Regions from separate parts of the Sus scrofa genome. Here region 1 is linked to region 2. A link is a contact called in public targeted proximity ligation data. All regions are on one chromosome and are shown on one strand. The core of a region is the stretch at or near the end of the contact, and the rest is flanking DNA. Distances in the headings are between cores, read along the strand shown.

The links.
Region 1: a contact with region 2 is called in a targeted proximity ligation map of alveolar macrophages, with 13 times the contacts expected there. A contact is called at or near these places in 1 of 47 Hi-C or Micro-C datasets (subcutaneous adipose tissue) and 1 of 2 datasets of targeted methods (alveolar macrophages).

The regions. Positions count from the first base shown.
Region 1 is chr4:39,683,931-39,688,736 of Sscrofa11.1, reverse strand. All of the region lies in intron 3 of CPQ (carboxypeptidase Q), which reads left to right. Among named protein-coding and RNA genes, the nearest start is that of CPQ, 170 kb to the left of the region's middle.
Region 2 is chr4:39,175,623-39,180,385 of Sscrofa11.1, reverse strand. No RefSeq gene overlaps it. Among named protein-coding and RNA genes, the nearest start is that of MTDH, 65 kb to the right of the region's middle.

The DNA of each region.
Region 1 (4,806 bases), core at 2,032-4,531, 510 kb before region 2:
GGTAATTACTGCAGGCAACTGTACACAGTCCTGCTTGGGATTTTTTGAGACACTTGGTAGACATGCTTCAGAATTGTCCCGCTGAAAGATGGGAAAGCCAAGAGGTTTATCCACTGATGTTTGTCTTCACTGGTTGAAAGTTACTTTGGGGGCATAAAATCCCTGACTTTTTCAGGATTCCCTCCTAGTAGGCTTTTGGTGCCCAAGAAAGCTCTTGGGCAGAAAACAAGGGCATGAACAGGTTCTGTTCCCCAAGGCTGCAGGGGAACCCAGAGGTGGGCCCAGGAGCTATGGGGTGAGGTATCCAAAGCATCTGCTTCAACCTCTGTGGCATCCCAACTGCCTTCAGTAGAAATGCATGAAGAGTTTCCCAGTTTCCAGTAAAGTTTACTGGAGTGAGCACTTACTCTGTTTCATGGGCAGAAACACAGCACTATGTTTAGAATTGGACTTACTCATTTCCTGAATATATATAGCGTCCCTTTTCTCTACAACCTCTTTGCAGCAGATTTATGCAGACAATAAAAATATTGCAACCGAAAGCACCACTGCAAATTTCCCTGCGCTGACATTAATCATGCCCATTTGATGTATTATCTATCATTTGAAAAGAATATTTCACAGCTCTTCTACAATGATTTCTTTTCACAAGAAATGATTACATCCGTGTAGCATAACTCTTCTAATGGCTAATGCAGTTTGTTTTATCACCCATTCACTCTAATTATGGTGTGTTAGTAAGCAGACACCATGTGTGGAACGTTGGGAGAGAAATATTTGATTCAACCCACCTTTCAGAGAAGAGGAGATGGATATAAAACCAGACTAGATACAGTGATTGATTATTGCGTGCTTGGTTTGATGGGCTTGATTTACCAGGTACCATTAAATTAATTAAATAATAAAGCGACTTTTGTTGTTATTAATACTTTCAAGTGTCAGAGTTTGAATGTCATCTACTTTGGGTCTATTAAAAAGATTTTTACTAATCCTTTACAAAATTTATAAAATCATATTGACCTGGTTGGGTTTTTTTGCTTTGATTTGTTTTGTCTTGTTTTTTGCTTTTTAGGGCCACACCCACAGCATATGGGGGTTCCCAGGCTATGGGTTGAATCAGCACTACAGCTGCCGGCCTACACCACAGCCACAGCAACGCAGGATCTGAGCCTTGTCTGTGACCTACACTGCAGCTCATGGCAACGCCGGATCCCTGACACACTGAGCGAGGCCAGGGATCAAACCTGCATTCGCATGGAGCCTAATAGAGTTCGTTACTGCTGAGCCATAATGGAAACTCCCTACCTTGTCATTGTTTTTTTTTTTTAAACACAGCCACTCACCTTTTCGTGTTTTTTTTTTTTTTAAAAAACACAGCCGCTCACCTTTTACATTACACATCACTGGGCTAAGGACAGATGTAATTGTGAATGATTGATATAGGGCAAATACTCATTGAATACATGAAAGAAAGCCATTTGGAGTTTATATCTAAGAACAAATGCCCATGAATGCTAACAAAAATTAGTAAATTAGCTGTATTTTGGCATTCATTTATGGATGCTCTATAGCATGTGTTTATTAAACACATACCAAGTTATACCGGAAATACCTCTCTCTTTCTCTCCATTTATTCAAATCTTGTCCAACCTTTAAGGCCCAGATGTAATTTCTCCTTCTTTAATGAATCTTCTTCAGTTTCTTCCAATTCAATTATTATATTTGAATACATTTGGGGAGCTGTTCAAAATATTTTTCCCCCAGACCACTCTGCCCCTGATTATTTAAGTCAGAACCTCTAGAGGTAGGATTCAGGCCTTGATATTTTTAATTTTTTTTAATTTTTATTTCTTTATTTTGTCTTTTTGTCGGGCAGCACCTGCAGCACATGGAGGTTCCCAGGCTAGGGGTCCAATTAGAGCTGTAGCCGCGGGCCTACACCACAGCCACAGCAGCACGGGATCCAAGCCGCATCTGCAACCTACACCACAGCTCACGGCAACACCAGATCCTTAACCACTGAGTGAGGCCAGGGATCGAACCTGAAACCTCATGGTTCCTAGTCGGATTTGTTAACCACTAAGCCATGATGGGAACTCCAGGCCTTGATATTTTTAAAAGCTCAGATGGTTACATGTGCAGCCAAGATGGAGAACCACCACTCTACCTGGATGTGTTGGCTCCCTTCTCTGAAAACTCAGAAAACTTTGATTATACCTCTTAAAGACAGTTGCAAATAGCCTTGTATTCCGGATCAATGTACTCTGAAGATGACCCAGCCCAATTACCCTTCCAATTCCTATGTATCTCAGACATCACTCTGATTGTCCCACTTGAATTCCCCCAGTGACACGGAACTCATTCCCCGATCCATCTTTCAGCAGCTCTGAACGGTTCAGATCCAAGTCTGTCTCTTTGTAGCTTCAAACGATTCTTCCTATTTCTACCACTTTAGGGGGAAAAAAAAAACCTTTCCTTCCCCTCTAGTTTATAAAACATTTGGACAATCCATTTATTCAAAAAAAATTTAAGGAATGCCTACTATGTACGTATACCTGCAATATAATACTATGTATTGGGTACTGGGCTTACCTCACTGGAAAGTAAAAATACAGATTCCTAGGAGGATTTGAAAGTCAATCTTGGAGTTCCTGTCACGGCTCAACGGAAGAGAATCTGAGTAGCATCCATGAGGATGCAGGTTCAATCCCTGGCATCGCTCAGTGGGCTAAGGATCCGGCGTTGCTGTGAGCTGTGGTGTAGTTTGCACACGTGGCTCGGATATGGCCTTGCTGCGGTTGTGGTGTAGGCTGGCAACTACAGCTCTGAATCGACCCCTACCTAGGCTGAGAGCCTCCGTATGCTATGGGTGCAGCCCCAAAAAGACAAAAGACAAAAAAAAAGTCAATCTTTATTTCCATAAATAAATTCTTTTTTATTAATATGCCACATTTCTTACCTAAAAAATTATCTAGGCTAGAACAGTAAGAGACCAAAGGGGCATAAGCTACAACATGAGCAATTTATGTAGCAGTAAAAGCTGTAAAACTTTGGGAACAGTGTTCTGTGTAAGACTGTGGACTCTTTCCTTGACACTTTAAATATGACACACGTTCCCGTGACTCCATTTACACACTGCCTCGAGGGCAAGGGGCAGTGTCCTGGGTTACTTCTTAGAGTTCCTTGTGAGTCATTCTGCTTCCCTAAATGAAGCCAGGCTGAGTGGGTCTGGCTTGACTTCCTGACCGTTTGGGGGAGGGGAAGATGGACAAAGTTGCTTCCCCTTCTCTTGTTCCCCATGATGCCAGCACCCAGCCAGGGTCTCCCAGGAGAAGCTTGGTGATGCCGTGCTGGCTCAGCTGGTTTCCTAACATGGAAGGGTTTGTGGGAAACGAAACACATTAAAGGCAAATCTGGGTCACACTGGCCTGAGACTGGTTTCCAAGGCTTTTTCAAGGAGAGGAAGGCAGGCTGCTGACCTCGGTGCTCTGGGGCTCCATTCCCATCATTGTGCTCCCAAGGAGTTGTGTTGGAGGAGGTCCAGAGAATGGTGTCCCCAGGGCATGTCAGGAGGTAGAGCTGGCCCTAGGGCACAGTGGTGATGAGCACCTAGGAAAGCCCTGGTGCTAGAGAAGTGTTGAAACTTCATGCTGTCCCCTCGGAGGGAAAGTCAGGGGACCCAGACCTCTTTCTTGGGAACCAGAGCATGGCTCCACTTACCCCAACCTAGAAACACATCAGAGAGGCGTTTAATACTCCAGAAACCAACCTAGCTAAGATGTTTCCACCAGCATCCTCTCTTGCCTGCCTAGATCCCAGGTTCCTCCTTTCCTTCAAATAAACCCAGCTCCACAATCATCTGCTCCCTTCTAACTCTGTTTCTCAGTGCAATGAAGTTTGCAGTTCTGGTGATGAATTGTGGTTTATTCCTCCAACCTCCTGTGCTTTATCCCATAATACACTTCATACCAGGAGGTGGTTATCCGCACTGCAACTGCATCAACCTTAAAACTGATACAAGCCCTGAAAATATGCAGGGCCGGATCAGCGAGTCCTGAACAGCTCAATTTCATCCTAGTGTTTTACAACCAACTCACTACTCAGTTCATTTTGTGGGTGGACCGGACCCACCTCATCCTCTCAGGAAGCATTTTCTAATATCATCAGACAGGGTGTGAGCGGAAGAGGGCTCTTTCAGTTCCCAACCCTGGGGCATTTAGGCACGAATAACCTTCCTCTTTTGTGCTTTTGAAAAGAACGTAAACCACAGCAGTTAAATTAAACGAAGTTAACTGTGGCATGGGAGCATAAATCAGCTGTCAGGAAATGCAAAATTCAGGGGTTCACGTTCCTTTTGTATGAGCTGTCTAGCATCTGCCTCTTTGGAATTAAGAATAAGCCAAGATGTAGGCCTTGGTGTAAGAGAGGACCTCGTGAGAGGAGGAAAGAAGGGTGCCAGCCTGTGTGTAGCAGCAGATACAGAGCTTTGTGATTTGTGGCTGATGCATGTTTATTGGCTGTTTATCTTTTTGCCGGCTACAGGCCTCTTCATCAGGTTCTCCTGACTCTGGTATTCCGAACAGGCTAACAGGGGTCAGTAGTTTACCTCTGTGCGCTCCAGCTCCCAGCAAAAAGCAAACAGCCCGGGGTTTGGACTGTACCCACCCGGGCTGTGCTCTGAAGCACCGCCAGGCTCTCCTGCTGCAAAGCGGACGTCTCTTCGCTTTGTCCGTGGCCTGAAAGCTGCTCGCAAGATGGGCTTCTGAAGTTCAGACCGCAGTGAAGGGAAATTATACTCCAAATCCA
Region 2 (4,763 bases), core at 91-2,590:
GGTACACAATGGATAGAATTTCCCTGCCCATATGAAGTTAGACATGATCATATGACTTATTTTGGTCAGTGAAGTCGGGATAGAACTGATAGGGGTCCCTTCTGCACGATGTTTAAACATCACTCTGAAGGGCCAGTGCACATCTCACCAGCCAGTGACAAACAATCTTAAGATACTGGCTTTTCTGTCAGCCTCAGTTCCTGAGTGATTATAATGAACAGCCGTGGACTTGAAGCAGGAGTAAAAACTTTGTTGTCTCAGCCACTTTGATTTGGAGGTTGTTTATCACTGCAGCAAACCTTCGGGCTAGGCGTTCCTGCTGTGATTCAGTGGGTCAAGGATCCGGCTTGTGTTCATCCCAGGCCCAGCCCAGCAGATTAAAGGATTTGGCATTGCTGCAGCTGTGGGGTAGGTCACAGCTCTGGCTCGGATTCCATCCCTGGCCCAGAAATTTCCATATGCCAAGGGTGTGGCCAAAAAAGAAAAAGGAAACTTCAGGCTATCCTGACTGATATAGCAGGAGAATAATAAGATCAGATTTATATTTTTAAAACATAATTGAGGGAGCTCAGTGGTTAATGAATCTGACTAGGAACCATGAGCTTGCAGGTTCAATCCCTGGCCTCGCTCAGTGGGTTAAGGATCCGGCGTTGCCATGAGCTGTGGTGTAGGTTGCAGACACGGCTTGGATCCCGCGTGGCTGTGGCTGTGGCTCTGGCGTAGACTGGCGGCAACAGCTCTGATTAGATCCCTAGCCTGGGAACCTCCATGTGCTGCGGAAGCAGCCCTAGAAATGGCAAAACAAGACCAAAAAAAATAAATAAATAATTGAAAACTAAGAAAAGGTGCAGAAAAGTGTGTTGTGACATCTTTTCTCTAATTCAAATATAGATTTGGTATGCAAATGTATGTATTCATGACTTTAATGGAAGGTATTTTACATATTGACATTTTAATTCTTAACAGTGTTTACTTTGGAGCAAAAGACTTGGTGGAGGTATGGGTTTATTTTTTTAAATAATTCCTGTCTATATTGTTTGAATTTCTATCTTGCACATATATTACTTCCCCCTTATTTTATGTCTAATAAAATAATTGCAATTAGCTATAAAAAATGTAATATAATATAATATAATATAATATAATATAATTGATGGCAGTATGGAAGATGAATTAGAGTAGGAAGGAGATTACCTACAGGCAAGGAAATCTATTGGGAAATACTGCATCTAGGAAAGAGATGATAAAGCCCTAAAATTAGAACACTAATAGTGGACATGAAGAGGATGAGTTATACTTAAGAAATATTTAGAGAGCAATAGCAACAAGAATTCAGTGACTAATTAAATGTGGTTTAGAAATACTTTAGTCATCTGTTCCTTTATAACAAATGACTCCAAAGCGTATCAGCTTAAAACAATGATAAATGTATATATTATCTCACAGTTTTCTGTGGGTCAGGGAGTTCAAGGAGAGCTTAGCTGGTGGTCCTGACTCAGGATCTCCCTCAGCTGTCATCACGATCTTATCCAGGGCTGCATCATCTGAAGGTCTGACTGGGGCCAGAGGATCCACTACCAAGATGGTTCACTCACACGGCTGACAAGTGATGCTAACTGTTGGCAAGGGGACTCCAGTTCCTCCCCATGTGGACCTTCCCATAGGGCTGCTTGATGTCTTTATGACATGGCAGCTGGCTTCCCCCAGAGCAAGTGAACCGAAAGAGAATTAAGGCGAAGGAGCACTTTCTCTCATGACCTCACCTGAGAAGCTACACCCCATCACTTCTGGTATGTTCTTTGGTCACACAAACCAACCACGATACATTACTGAGACCACACAAAGATGCAAATAGGAGTTCCTGTCATGGCTCAGTGGTAATGAATGAGACTAGTAGCCACGAGGACTCGGGTTCAATTCCTAGCCTTGCTCAGTGGGTTAAGGATCTGGTGTTGCCGTGAGCTGTGGCGTAGGTCGAAGACCATGCTCGGATCCTGCATTGCTGTGGCTGTGGTGTAGGCCAATGGCTACAGCTCCTGTTCGACCCTTAGCCTGGGAACCTCCATATGCCACAGGTGTAGCCCTAAAAAGACAAAAAAAAAAAAAAAAAAAAAAAAGAATCCGACTGCAGGGGCTGCAGAGGTGCTGTTCAATCTCTAGCCCAACTCACAGGGTTAAAGGATCTGGCTTTGCTGCAGCTGCGGTATAGGTCACAGCTGCCGCTTGGATTCAGTTCCTGGCATGGGAACTTCCATATGCCACGGGTACTGCCATTAAAAAAAAAAACCGTAGAACATACATTAATGGAAAATCTCTCTTTGTCATGAAGGCATCATGCTCCATTTATTGGTGATGGAAAATGAATGAATGAATGGGTTAAACAAAGCACCATCTTCTTCTCTGCCCAAACAACCGCAGCTTCAGGAAAAGCTGAGGATGCTGCTAACCTTCTTAGGGCAACTAGGAAGCCATTCTTCAAGGGCCTGGAGTTACAGGGTGGGACCACAAACCAGAATCACAGGATTTGAAAATAGTACAAAGGGATCATCTTAACAAACTTTTTCATTTTAAAGATAAAATAAGACCCAAGAAGATTGAGTTGCATGCCTAAGGTCACATAGCTTTTGTCCTTCAGCTGGATCCAGGCTTCCGGACATCCTTCGGTGCTCTTTTTTTTTGTCTTTTTTTTTTTTTTTTTGTCTTTTTGTCTTTTTGCCATTTCTTGGGCCGCTCCAGCGGCATATGGAGGTTCCCAGGCTAGGAGTCAAATCGGAGCTGTAGCCGCCGGCCTACGCCAGAGCCACAGCAATGCAGGGTCCGAACTGCATCTGCAACCTACACCCAGAACCACAGCAACACAAACAAATAAACAAATAAATAAATAAATAGTAAAAATAAATAGAGATCCCTGCAAAGACATAAAAAACAAACATGGAGGGATTTTGTTCACTAAAATATGTTCAATGTCTTAAAAGCCCCTGGCCCATGGGACGTATCCCAAAAATGTTTGTTGAATAAATCAGTTAGGATTGAATCCTAAGGTCCAGACATGCTCAAATGGCATTATTATGTTTAGCCAAATAGAAGCTTAATCCAGAGACTTACCAGAAACTAAAAGCAGAAATGTCATGGTCACTGCTACATTCAATCTAGTTGCCTTTGGTTTTGAAGACAGTGCATCACAGCAGCCCTGAAAGCTTTGTTTAAGATGAAACTCCAGGAGTTTCCGTTGTGGCTCAGTGGTTAACGAATCCGACTAGGAAACATGACATTGCAGGTTAGATCCCTGGCCTTGCTCAGTGGGTTAAGGATCTGGCGTTGCCGTGAGCTGTGGTGTACGTCGCAGACGCAGCTCAGATCCCGAGTTGCCGTGGCTCTGGTGTAGGCTGGCGGCTACAGCTCCAATTCGACCCCTAGCCTGGGAACCTCCATATGCTGCAAGAAGCGGCCCTAGATAAAAAGGCAAAAAGACAAAAAAAAAAAAAAAAAAAAAAAAAAGATGAAACCCCAGCCCACTAATATGCTCAGGAGCCAGTGACCCTGAAAAGACAGGAGGTGATAACAGGAAAACCAAAACTCATTACTGCTCAAAATTAACAGCTCTGGCCATATATCGATAGTATTTACTGAGCCTTTTCCACTCCTAGACAGGCTGGTGGGACATTAGAGACATCAACTCAGCCAAAAAGCAATAAAGGGCATTGTTATAAGGGATCCAATTCCTCTAATTCTTTCATTCATATATTGATGTTTTCCTTTCATTCAGCACTTTCACTGAGTGGATTGTAGGCTATCATCCTTTCTGGAATAAATCATGGTTGCTGTTGTCTTTGTTCCAGAGATGACAATTCTGGTCCATCCCCATCACCGTCATCTTCATCACTATCCATGCCATATCGGAGGCATGTGAAGGCCATCGTGGGAACCCAAGGAAAGCCATCTAGATATCTATCTGCTGGCTCACATTTCCTACCATGGGGAGGGATAGTGACATTTCCCGAGAAGTCTCACCTATGCCACCCAGCAAGTTATTTTATCCTAAGACTCCATCTATCTTGGACAACATAACTTAAGTCACCTGAGTCATGGCGGTGAGGGGGAACAATTGGGCTTATTTCAGAGAAGAAACTCCATTCCCTCATTTTGACAATATTTTCCCAGTTATAATTTAATCCTCAGAATCCATAAGAACCTTAGTTAGGATGAAGCTAGATAAATGATTGACTGCAGTACATCCAATCCCTATTTTCCTTCCAAGAGTTTTTTTCTAGGTGGGTACCAGTTTTTAGCTTTTCGCATCATCTTTTCCAACAGAGCATGAGACAACAGAAACTACTTAGGAGACCAGAAGATGCCAACCCCATTACGTGCCTTTAGAAATAGTCTGTTGATGACCCAGGAGAAATCAGATGATTAATTTTTACAACGTTTTTCAAAGACCTTCAGTATAGCCTCATACCTTCAAAACTAAATGAAAGAAAAAGGGGGTGTGCCTGTGCCAACACTTGGACAAAGGAACAACGGAAAGCAATCTTTGAAGCCATCAAACAAGCCACTCCTGACTGATCTCACCAAGAACTCCTTACAGATCCTCGGATTTCTGACTTCCTTCCAAACAGCCACAGGACTTCCTTTAGTCCCAGGTAGGCCTGTTCTCACCAAGAGTGCCAAACATGATGTATTCATTTCCTTGGGCTGCGGTCATAAACTACCACAAACCCGGAGGCTTAAAACAATATTTCGTTCTCTCCCGGTTCTAATGG